Linked DNA regions of Xenopus tropicalis: region 1 is linked to region 2. A link is a contact called in public Hi-C data. All regions are on one chromosome and are shown on one strand. Each heading gives the region's core, a stretch centred on a gene start, on an enhancer-like site or on the middle of the called end of the contact. The rest is flanking DNA. Distances are from core to core; before and after follow the strand shown. Region 1 holds the start of pitx1 (paired like homeodomain 1). Region 2 holds the start of neurog1 (neurogenin 1).

Region 1 (6,098 bases), core at 3,116-5,615, 520 kb before region 2:
TTAAAAATGAACACATTGACCTTTTGCTGCTAGTTTTAACTATTATTTTTTTACATGCAAATCATTTCCTTTTCCCCAGCCTTTATTAGGGGCCATATGAAATGCACCTTTCAATCTGAGAATGCCTTGAGGTTCAAGTCCTGGCTTTTACTTCTCCATCTGGTCTTGGTTTGGTGCCTCGGCGATTTTACTGTGTCTCTGAGCAAAATGAAAGGGACTTCCATGGGGGCAGATACAGGTCCTGACTGGTACCAAGTGTTCTCTCAGATGGGACCTGTCCCCTCACTCATCCAGTCATCCAATCCGGCCTCTGTCTGTCTATCTATCTATCTATCTATCTATCTATTCATCTATCTATCTATCTATCTATCATCTATATATCATCTATCTATCTATCTATCTATCTATCTATCTATCTATCTATCTATCTATCTATTCATCTATATCATCTATCTATCTATCTATCTATTCATCTATATCATCTATCTATCTATCTATCATCTATATCTATCTATCTATCTATCTATCTATCTATCATCTATCTATCTATCTATCTATTCATATATCTATCTATCTATCTATCTATCTATCTATCTATCTATATATCATCTATCTATCATCTATCTATCTGTCTATCTAATCTATATCTATCTATCTATCTATCTATCTATCTATCTATCTATCTATCTATCTATCTATCTATCTATATATCATCTATCTATCTATCTGTCTATCTAATATCTATCTATCTATCATTTATCTATCTATCTATCTATCTATCTATCTATCTATCTATCTATCTATCTATCTATCATCTATCTATCTATCTATTTATCTATCTATCATCTATCTATCTATCTATCTATCTATCTATCTATTTAATCTATATCTATTACCATATCCCCAAGCCGCCTTTACATTAAACCAACACAATCTCCTCCATATATTCTGCCTGTTTCTGCAATTCTCCGTAAATCGCTGCCATTCATCCATTTGTTGGTCATCTTTCTCCTTTTTCTCTAACCTTCCTAACTCCCCTAAACATCTGCTTATTATGTGTTTTGTAAATGGACCATTTAAGTCTGCCCAGGCTACAGTCTAATCTCCTTTCTTTGCACTTGGCAGAAAAAGAGCATGACGACAAGTTTTGCACTGGGCCAATATTCTGCGGAATATGTTTGCTGACTTTTCCAACTACGCTACAAATATATTCATTTGTCGGATGAGGATGTAACAAGCCAGACTGTCCAGGAGACACCCCCATATGCTAGATCATTTTATTTATTATATGGGTATGGCCGGGGTACATAAATATATATCTGTATTCTTTTTTTCTTTTTTACACACGCGTTAGCGCTATGCACAAAATACATGGTTATATTTTAATATCTTAAGTTATATTACATTTTTGAGCGGCTGTTTTAGACATTTTAATGCATAAAAATCAACAAAGACAAAATGACGATAAAGCCAAATAAAGATGGAGTAGGAATGCACCAAATTGATCACTATGGACTGGCCCCTTTACACTCTCAAACCCACACACACTCACATATACACACACACAAACACACACATATATATACACACACACACACATATATATACACACACACACACACACATATATATATACACGCACACACTGGCCCCTTCTGTAATATTATTGGTGCTAATCTAAAAGGCGCAGTAACCCAGACTGCACTAAACTGATTAAAACAAATTGCTAACTGGATACTATGGGTACTAGAGGTGAGCATATATAGCAAAAAATTATCACATCTATTACTTGACCCCCCCCCAACCTTATCTTAACATATTCATATTTCAGCACATACAGCCAACAAGCTCCATAGGCAAAACCATCACAGATTAGACTTATCCCCATTTGCAGAATGAAGTGGCCTGGGTGCATATTTCCAGGGGCCCTACTAGCCACCTTCGTTTGACACTTCCATATAGTGGGTGTTCTTATTCATTCCTGTGCCCGGCACTTACCCTGACCCTGGCCTCAGTCAGATTGGTCCATACAGCGATCTCCTCTCTCATGCTCATGTCTGGGTAGCGGTTCCTCTGGAAAGTGGCCTCCAGCTCCTGCAGCTGCTGGCTGGTAAAGTGAGTCCTTTGTCTCCTCTGCTTCTTTTTCTTTGTGGGATCATCCCCATTGCCGTCCTCTCCCTTTGGCTCCCCACTTCGTTCTTTCTCTGTCAAACACATCGAGATTACAGGATAATTATTAGGCGGGTCCCATTGGGCCTAAGTGGCACCTCGGTACCTGAGCTTGGGAACTGGCTGTTGTGCTCCGGAGGCAGGCACACACTTCCTATAATACTTATAGATTTATCTGTATATACATATTGATTGTACTAATACAGAGACTAATACAGGGATAGTGGGGAATCACCATGAAACGGCATTTCGGCAAATTTGGAATTTCTCCACAATATTCATTTTTGCAATTTGCTTACAAGAGTTCAAGGGTCTCTGCTCATTGCGAAATGTAGTGACAAAATAAACATTTCATACGATAATTTGGGCTACCCCTTTCTTCTTCATAAAATACAAAATCAAATATTCATATCAGTAAATTAAATTAAAAAAGGGCTTATAACATATGATAGATACAAACCAGACACTCCGGCACAGATTTATATTTTTGTAGGAAATAGCCGTCCGTTTTTTTTACTGCTGTTTGCAGAAAAGTGACATATTTTGTTTTTCAAGGAAATGCCAAGCGACACATACTGGATATTTTTTCGTGATTTTACTTTGAATAAAATAACTGATCGCTTTCGAAGCGATGAAATTGTATGAATAGTTTTTGTAACCTGCAGGGAATCAGTTTTCTATTTTAGATCCACTGTTAAGTGTAATGGAGTTTTATCACGATTATGTCTTATTTGGTAAAAAATCTTATTCAGAAATCCTGACATCTCGTTTCAATGTCAGTCCTGCCAAAACAGCAGTAAAAAGAATCATATCTGACGCTATTTGAATGACTGGCTCCTTTCAGTAGCTGCTTTGAATAGGCCGCAGATAAATAAACCCCATGGGAGGGAACTGCCATACTTGTACTGAGGTTACCTAAACTGACCTGCCTAATCTCCAGTGTTTGGAAGAGAAGTGTCAGATATCTAGAAATTAAATATTATCAGGATTCCTAAGCAAATACAAGCGCTGTTTATGGCGAGCAATAGGTTCTGCAGAGGCAAATGAAAAAAAGATTAAATCTCACAGGCACACAAAAGACAGAAAAAAAAATAAGAGAAAATCCGTTTTATTAAGTAACTAGATATGTTGCACAGGATTAGTTCCTATACCACAACTCATAGATTTTTTAAAAACTAAAATGTGTCTGCCGCAGACCCTGTTCTTTTGGGATTCTTTAAATTCATGGGGTCTTTTTCGTTGGGGTTTGTGGGAGTGGAATGAAGGGTGAGGTTAGACTGATCCGTGGTTTCATTTTTTTTTATTTATTTTTTTCCTAAGGCTCAGCAGAAAGCCCGTCTCTGGGCTCCCTATATTCGTGCTAGGCCTGTCCTCAGATAATCTGAAGCAACAGATGTCTGTGTTCGTTTCCCAAATGCGCTGTTGCAATGCGAATGGCTCATATGTGTGTGTTGCTTTTGGGAAAGACATAAACATGCCAGTTTTGAAGCTGAACATACCAAACATCGAGCTGAAACCACTGCAAGTCCGTTCGGAAGAAAACACAAGGTGCCAAAACCTAAAGCATTTGTAATGTATCACTGCCAGCGCCTATTGCGCTACTTGCTAAATGCGCGTTTGAATGAGAAGCGTTAAACATTCTACAATAAACGCTGTCAAAATAAACACTCGGATATAAGCCGCTTTGTGACATTCTTCCTTACCTGATAAGTCCTCCAAACAAATGCTCATTCGACTACATTATTTAAAAGCCATTTACTGTACAGTCGTAGGAGGGACGCTGCAAAGCATGGGGGGGAAATACAGAGCGATTTGGCACGATTAGTTACCTGCGATTTCAGTATCAGAAGACTCACTGGCTGAATTGTCCATGGGATCCCTGGCTTCAGATGATCGCTGCAAATGGAAACTAGTGGCCATGTCGTGGGAAGGCTGGGGTCTTAAACTCTCAGGCAATCTTTCCAAATTCATAGCTCCTTTAAAGGAATCCATGGTAAATCACTCTGCTCATGAAACGCGTATTCCACAAAATCCTACACCAACCAAATCAAATCCACTTTCTGCCCTTCTCAGGGTGGCGGCCCATGGAAACGTCTTTACAGAAGTTTTCCCCTTTTTTATTTCGTCTTCCTTTCAGCAGATCGGTGGCTGCAGGTTCCCAGGCATGCATGTATGAGAGTGCTGGACTTGCTAGCCCTGCTAGTTTTTAGCTAAGGAGATTAAAGAGACCTGCCCTTGCTGAAATGCCTGCAGTTTGGGGAAGCCCCGCCCCCCTGGGGTTAATACCTCCCTGCCTTGCGAATAAATGACTATGTGCAGCCCCGGCCCAGCCTACAGTCTAGCACTGAGAGAGACAGAATGAGCTGCTTTTGCTCCCTACAGACGCCTGCAACTGCATCCAGGGGCACCAGATCGCTAACTGCGCCTTTCTTAAAGAGACACTACACATTGCTGAGGTGGCTCTTCAAAATCCCGGTCTAATTATCTTATATTCCACGTTCAATAAAGATTCTTTTTTTTTTTTTTTATTTAAAGTACGAATTCTCGATCACTTCTGCGTGGTGCATTTATACAGAAATAAACTGAAATCGGTTTAAGTTCCCCTTCCCTACTCGAACACTCGGTTGAACTTTCCAGGCGAGGTGATTTATTTCTCCTGCTGTAGCTCCAAGCCCATGTGAGCACTTTGTCTTACTTCAAATATTGATAAAGTCGCACAGATCACCAAAGTAAATATATACCTTCATAGCAATCAACAGTTCGTTGGGGCAGAGAAAGAGCTCGGCCGCCTTTGTTAGCCTGAGATTTCTGCACTCCAGCCCTTACAGGCAGAGATGTTTTTTTAACTGAAAAGAACCAGTTTGCATTTGTAGCAACAACATTAAATCTATAGAATGTTTTAATGAGTTCATGTTCCCATACATTCTGGAAGGATTTTAACTACCGCATTTTTTTCCCCCTCATGTTTTGTTTTTAATACAAATAAACAGCACTTTAATATTTCTTAAAAACGTGCTGCTAACAATGGTTACATGAAATCCGAATAAAGATTTAGCCAAGTCAATAAAATGTTTTGGAAAAAATCAATGCAAATATTTGATGAAGAGGAGGAAATTCTGCAGTTAAATATAGGAAATATAAGTCTGTGAGGGAGCTTGTGGGGGGGGACTGGGGAAGGGGCCCAGTTTGAATGGAGGGATATTATGGTGATGGATCGGGATGGGAGAGGGCCCTATAGGGAGGGGGGCAGGAATAATCATTAGTTCTACATTAAGTAAACACTGCCATCACCCTGACCTTTATCCTCTGGAGCTTTCCATGAGCTGATCTGTTAGGGGACACACGGGTCAATAATATAGTTATTCTCATTGTGCTCATAGGATAAGTCTAATATACCCCCTGCCCCTCTCATCCCCACTCCTTATTTGCCCTGTTGGCTATAATGAGCCATAATAGTCTTCTGTTCTAATATAGCCCACATAGGCCTGTACTCTCCAAGGGAAGAAGGGAAAATGACAAACAGGCACAGGAGGGGGGGGGGAATGTTGTATTGTGTGTGTAACTATACATGGGCCAACTCCCCAACGGGAGATTCTACATTTATACACAAATGAGAAGGAGAATGGAATAGGTATTGGGTGTATAGCTGGAATTACAGACAAATAAAGTAGGAGGAAGGAGAGTGGAGAGAAATCACTGCTGGTTTATAGGTAGAGAGAAGAGACTGACAGAGACAGAGATAAGGGGGAGGTAGGAATAGGCAGAACTGAGGGAGAAGAGCAAAAGTGGGTGCTGTTACAAAGGGTGAGGAAATGTTCAAATAAAATTAGGTTTATGGAAAAGAGAGACCTCTGAGGGGGTTAGTAAGTAGGTGAGGGAAAGAGAAGGGGGATACTGCAAAAGAGAGACAGCAAAGAGAAAGAAAGATG
Region 2 (6,216 bases), core at 1,837-4,336:
TTCTGAATTCTATGTTGAAAATAAAATCCTTGTAATGAGCATTTACCGGGTGAGATTATCTTAACATCCCGACTTGTACAAAATGTTTTAAAATGATTGCACAATCAATCATCCGACCTATTAATGCATCCTTATGGTATTAAACTTACGATAAGTTCTGCAAAAAGTCCTGTGAGCGCTAAATCTTTCGTGCGATATGTATAGGCAGATGTGAGTGTGCGCTGTATATCAGGACTTGTTACATGATCAATTCGTTTCCTCAACCCCAGAAAATATCTGTGAAATCGTAATTTAATGGAAAACAAGTTATGTATAAAAGAGTTTCGTAAACATTCGTTTGGAGTCGTAATTGCATTAAACGAATTTCACCTTTCGCGGATGTCATTTTGCTTTTAAGGGTATTTATTGTTGGCGATAAAGCAGACCGGCATTTGGAGAGTAGGTTGGTCATTTTAGCAATAGCCCCTGATCTATTAAGCAAAATAAAAGGTGAACATAAAACACAAAAAAGTAATTACCAATTTTCTATAGAGAGAAAGAGAAAAAAAAGCAGCCAGCGTATTACAGCATAGCTTTCACAAGAGTGCTCCAGGCACCCACCTGTCACTCTACTTCCTAACACAACTGTCACTTTTATCGACCCATTTAATCCCCTTTCTTTGAAAATCTGTTGCAGGATAATGTTTAGTCGACAGGAATTAAAACACTATTCTCCAATGGGAAGGTGCCTCAACAGGTAGCCTTGAGTACAGATCCAGAGTACTACTTTAATTGGTTTGCTTTTATGATGCGATACACACTGGCCAACTTGTAGGGGAGAATTGGCTGAACAGATGGGCCCATTCTGTAGAATTGCGGAGCCCCCTCTACCTCACTCTGCCCCCAGCTTCATAGTGGGTTAAGCATGAAAAAGTTTACCAATGCTATTATAAACCTACCTACCTATCTATCTGTATTTATTTTATACCCATTTACTCATCATAGATAAATTAGTTGAATGATATGACAGAACGATAATAGATAAATTAGTTGAATGATTTGATAGAACGATAATAGATATATTAGTTGAATGATTTGATAGAACCATAATAGATAAATTAGTTGAATGATTTGATAGAACCATAATAGATACATTAGTTTGATGATATGATCGAACGATAATAGATACATTAGAATGATGTTATAGAACGATAATAGATACATTAGTTGAATGATTTGATAGAACCATAATAGATACATTAGAATGATGTTATAGAACGAATACATTATAACCAGGACACGACATTTGTAAAAATGTAAAAAAATTTATTTGCACACATGAAATACAAAAAAACATCACGATGCGCCCGTAATAGAATAAAAACATCTTTATATACAAAAAAATACATTTTCATATGAATGAAATATTCTGAATAAATTAATCGTGTCAGTTCTCTCAGTGTGAGAACTGGCTGTCAGGCCCGGGTGAGTCCTGCTCTATAGCACTTGGGCTTGGGATAAATAATGCATGAGGACAATCCCTTGTCTTCCTTTCAAACCTTTTCATTGTATTGTCAGGGCCTCTAAAGCAAATTGTCATGCTCATTTTTCTTCGTGAGAGTTTTACAAATTGTAAAATTGACTTTTCACCCAGTCCAGAAAAAGCCACCCTTTTTTTTTTTTTTTTTTTTTTTACAGACATCATCTTGAAGAGGGTCAGATTTAAGGAGAGCAAGAAAGAAGGTATTGTATAAGAAAGTGCAAAAAGGCAAAACCTTTAGAGGAAAGGGGACACTACTGCTGCCATATTCTGTTTCACATTTGACAGTACTGAATAGGGATTTAACAATGGTTCTGGGCAAAGTTTGCGAAGGCAGCAACATGTGAGCACCTCTGCACCTCACTGTTGGGAAGTTCAGTCTGAATTAAGGCAAAGTTAGGTCACTGCTGGTGTGGCAGTGTCACCCATTAGAGAGATGTCATTGGAGTTAGCAGGCTAATATGAAACAGAATAGAGCAATAAATCTAGTGGTACTGGAGAAAGCTAGATGCATGCTGGATCATGTTTTGTTGCAGGGTGTGCAGTGAGAACAGAGAGTCTGTGTGCCCATAATAACAGTCTTCTGACATAGCTGGGCTGCTTGGGCTGGAAGTGCACACTGAGAAGGATGATGATGATGATGATGATGATGATGATGGAGAAGAAGAGGACATCCAGGACTCAGCATCACTGCCAGGGCTGGGAGGGGTGGCAGGACTCAAGTAGGCTGGGTGCCCCAGATTTTTGAGGGGCTTCTCTTTGGACTGATCTGCCAACCTCAAGGTTTCAGACAGGGCCCAAATGTAATTATGAGCCAGACGCAGGGTCTCAATCTTTGTCAGCTTAGTGTCATCAGGGAAACTTGGCAGGATGCCCCTCAGCTCATCCAGCGCAGAGTTGAGATTGTGCATTCGGTTCCTTTCCCTGTCATTGGCTTTAACCCTCCTGGTCTTCTTGATGGTGTGCAGCACGGCGTCATTCTTTACTCTGCTCCTCACCCTCTTCTTCCTCTTGTCTTTCTCCTCCTGACACTTCTCTGGCGTCTGGGCTGGGGATGACATGTGCTCAGAGGAGAAGGGAGAAGCCGACTGCATGCTGAACGAGTCCTCCTCGTCTGAGGAACAGTAGGACATCTGGCTGCAGGTCTCATAGTCGGAGAACACTCTGTCCATGTTGGAAGCCATTCTGAGAAACAAACACAAACTGGCATTAGAAATCTGCCCCAGAAACAATAGTTCAGCAACAGCTCAAAAGTCGCAGATGGGACCTCTCTTATAGGCATTTAATCAGACATATAGACAATGTATAATGATAAATCCCATGAATAAGTAAATAATACTACGGTATGGGGTAAAACAAGCTCTCAAGGAAGCATTACTGCAGAGTGGAGCGCAAAGAGGCAGAAGGGCAAGAGGATAAGTGCTACTGAATAGTATGGAGTGAGATACTTACAGTCAGGGGAGGATAATAGTCGCAGCTATAATAGTCGCAGCTCTGATCCTAATTGGGACACGCGACTGCTGCAGTTGCAGTAGGAGAGACGCGCAATCAGCTCGTGTGAGTGGGGAGTCTGGCACACGACTGGCCTCACACTCCTTATATACAGGGGAAACAATAGCCCCCCCCCCGGGGCTGCCGGGGAATGAATGAATCAAGGCATCAGGTCTGCCCCGTGCTTCACTCACTCTCATCTGCATCATTTATGTTGCCCCCCCCCGGAGTGTGCCTGGCGTTACGGGCAGCCAATCACAGGCCGCCTACTATCCGGCACACTTCAGCGGCCCCTGAGCTGGGCTTGCTTGTTTCAGCTTCATTAGTCCATTAAAAGGAGTGATAGAAAGGGGGAGAAAGAAGGGGGGCGAACAAAGTGATTAGCCTGAAGGCTGAAGGCACATTCCACAAAATACAGGAGTGGGGGGGGGGGGGGGGGGGGGGTTCTTATTGCTCTGAGTTGCCTCTTCTTTATTCTCTATGTTGCATATCTGTATCTAACATCGTTTTCGCATAGGCCTGGCACTGTAAAAAAAAGACCAAAACTCAGTTTCTGCACTGTCCTGGAAATCTTATGCTGTAATCAGCTGTGCTCTGAACAGATCTTGCTTCTCCAATTCTCCAATCAGAGCACATCTTTATTGACAGATAGTAAAATTGACCAATCAAGGTCGAGAAATTACAAACTGAAGGCAGTGCAGAAATAAAGGCTGAAAATTAGAATTCACAGACTGTAACTTTACCTAAGAACCAACTCTGAACTTTTGCTGCAGATTTCATCCCACAGGTACTATACTGTATCCTCCCACTCCCACAGGTACTATACTGTATCCTCCCACTCCCACAGGTACTATACTGTATCCTCATCCCACTCCCACAGGTACTATACTGTATCCTCATCCCACTCCCACAGGTACTATACTGTATCCTCCCACTCCCACAGGTACTATACTGTATCATCCCACTCCCACAGGTACTATACTGTATCCTCCCACTCCCACAGGTACTATACTGCATCCTCATCCCACTCCCACAGGTACTATACTGTATCCTCCCACTCCCACAGGTACTATACTGTATCCTCATCCCACTCCCACAGGTACTATACTGTATCATCCCACTCCCACAGGTACTATACTGTATCCTCATCCCACTCCCACAGGTACTATACTGTATCCTCATCCCACTCCCACAGGTACTATACTGTATCATCCCACTCCCACAGGTACTATACTGCATCCTCATCCCACTCCCACAGGTACTATACTGTATCATCCCACTCCCACAGGTACTATACTGTATCATCCCACTCCCACAGGTACTATACTGTATCCTCATCCCACTCCCACAGGTACTATACTGTATCCTCATCCCACTCCCACAGGTACTATACTGTATCATCCCACTCCCACAGGTACTATACTGTATCCTCATCCCACTCCCACAGGTACTATACTGTATCCTCATCCCACTCCCACAGGTACTATACTGTATCCTCATCCCACTCCCACAGGTACTATACTGTATCCTCATCCCACTCCCACAGGTACTATACTGTATCCTCATCCCACTCCCACAGGTACTATACTGTATCCTCATCCCACTCCCACAGGTACTATACTGTATCCTCCCACTCCCACAGGTACTATACTGTATCCTCATCTCACTCCCACAGGTACTATACTGTATCCTCCCACTCCCACAGGTACTATACTGTATCCTCATCTCACTCCCACAGGTACTATACTGTATCCTCCCACTCCCACAGGTACTATACTGTATCCTCATCCCACTCCCACAGGTACTATACTGTATCCTCCCACTCCCACAGGTACTATACTGTATCCTCATCCCACTCCCACAGGTACTATACTGTATCCTCATCCCACTCCCACAGGTACTATACTGTATCCTCCCACTCCCACAGGTACTATACTGTATCCTCATCCCACTCCCACAGGTACTATACTGTATCCTCCCACTCCCACAGGTACTATACTGTATCCTCCCACTCCCACAGGTACTATACTGTATCCTCCCACTCCCACAGGTACTATACTGTATCCTCATCCCACTCCCACAGGTACTATACTGTATCCTCATCCCACTCCCACAGGTACTATACTGTATCCTCCCACTCCACAGGTACTATACACAGGTACTATACACAGGTACTATACTGTATCCTCCCACTCCACAGGTACTATACACAGGTACTATACACAGTTACTATTCACAGGCTCTATACTCAGGAGCTATACATAGGTACTATACACAGGTACTATACACAGGTACTATACAATTCTAAAGGCTGAATCAATATCTGAAATTAAATTGTGTTTTGTCACCTGACATTTATAATATCCCTATCCCCTATCCTAAGATATGGATGGTAAGTTAACTCTCCCCCCCCTGAAAAAGCTAATTGTGCTTTTATATATTTGTTGTATATTGCACTTACTTTTTTTCTCTCTTTTATCAAGTGTTCTAATTAGTTAGAGTGGAGCCCTCATAAGACTGCATAGCTGGGAAACAAACCAAAGTTGTGTATCAGTGCCAGCCCACTGCATACAATGAGTCTGGGGTGTCAGTACCCACTGCCTCTCTATAAACTAACTTAAAAACATCTAAAGGGGCAGTTCACTTTTATGTTACCTTTTAGTATGTTATAGAATGGCCTATTCCTAGCAACTTTGCAATTGGTCATCCTAATTAATTTTTTTATAGTTGGTAAATAAGTTGCCTTTCTCTTCTGCCTTTTTCCAGCTTTTAAATGGGGGTCACTGACCCCAGCAGCCAAAAAAAGTCGTGCAAATTAGGGAAAGAAACGGCGAAAATACGCAAGGTACAAAAACTTTGAAAACTTCAAAAAATGCAGTCGTACTTTGATAAATGTGCCCCTAAGTCTCACATTAACTGTAGGTCAGTCTATTTATGGCCTATCTTTAGCCTCCCCAAACAAAGAAGTCACCCTTTGCCTATGGTTTCCTGTATTTCTTTCTCTAATTATTTGGTCTCCTTCTTCCCTTTCTCTGCTTCTTATTCTCCTTTATCTCTACCTCATTGCTTTCCTTCCATCACTTTACCTTCTTGCCCCATTTTTAGTAGCTAATAACCCGTCTCACACACAATCTCCCCATGTGCCACTGCCCTAAGGGTTTGGCTTGCTGCTTTAGTAGTGCCATAATGCCTAGGGCCCCATCTGC

What was found. Hi-C and Micro-C count contacts between places; a contact is called where the count stands out from the background.
Region 1: a Hi-C map of gastrula embryo shows a contact between it and region 2, with 2.9 times the contacts expected there. The contact joins the promoter of pitx1 here to the promoter of neurog1 in region 2. A contact is called at or near these places in 2 of 5 Hi-C or Micro-C datasets (gastrula embryo and neurula embryo).

Annotation. Positions count from the first base shown.
Region 1 is chr3:25,967,826-25,973,923 of UCB_Xtro_10.0, reverse strand. pitx1 (paired like homeodomain 1) reads right to left here and starts at 4,365. Exons shown (of 3, transcript NM_001007499.1): 1 at 3,999-4,365; 2 at 1,999-2,204. The coding sequence starts at 4,161.
Region 2 is chr3:25,444,283-25,450,498 of UCB_Xtro_10.0, reverse strand. neurog1 (neurogenin 1) reads right to left here and starts at 3,086. Exons shown (of 2, transcript NM_001123423.1): 1 at 2,972-3,086; 2 at 1,652-2,704. The coding sequence starts at 2,691. The coding sequence ends at 2,005.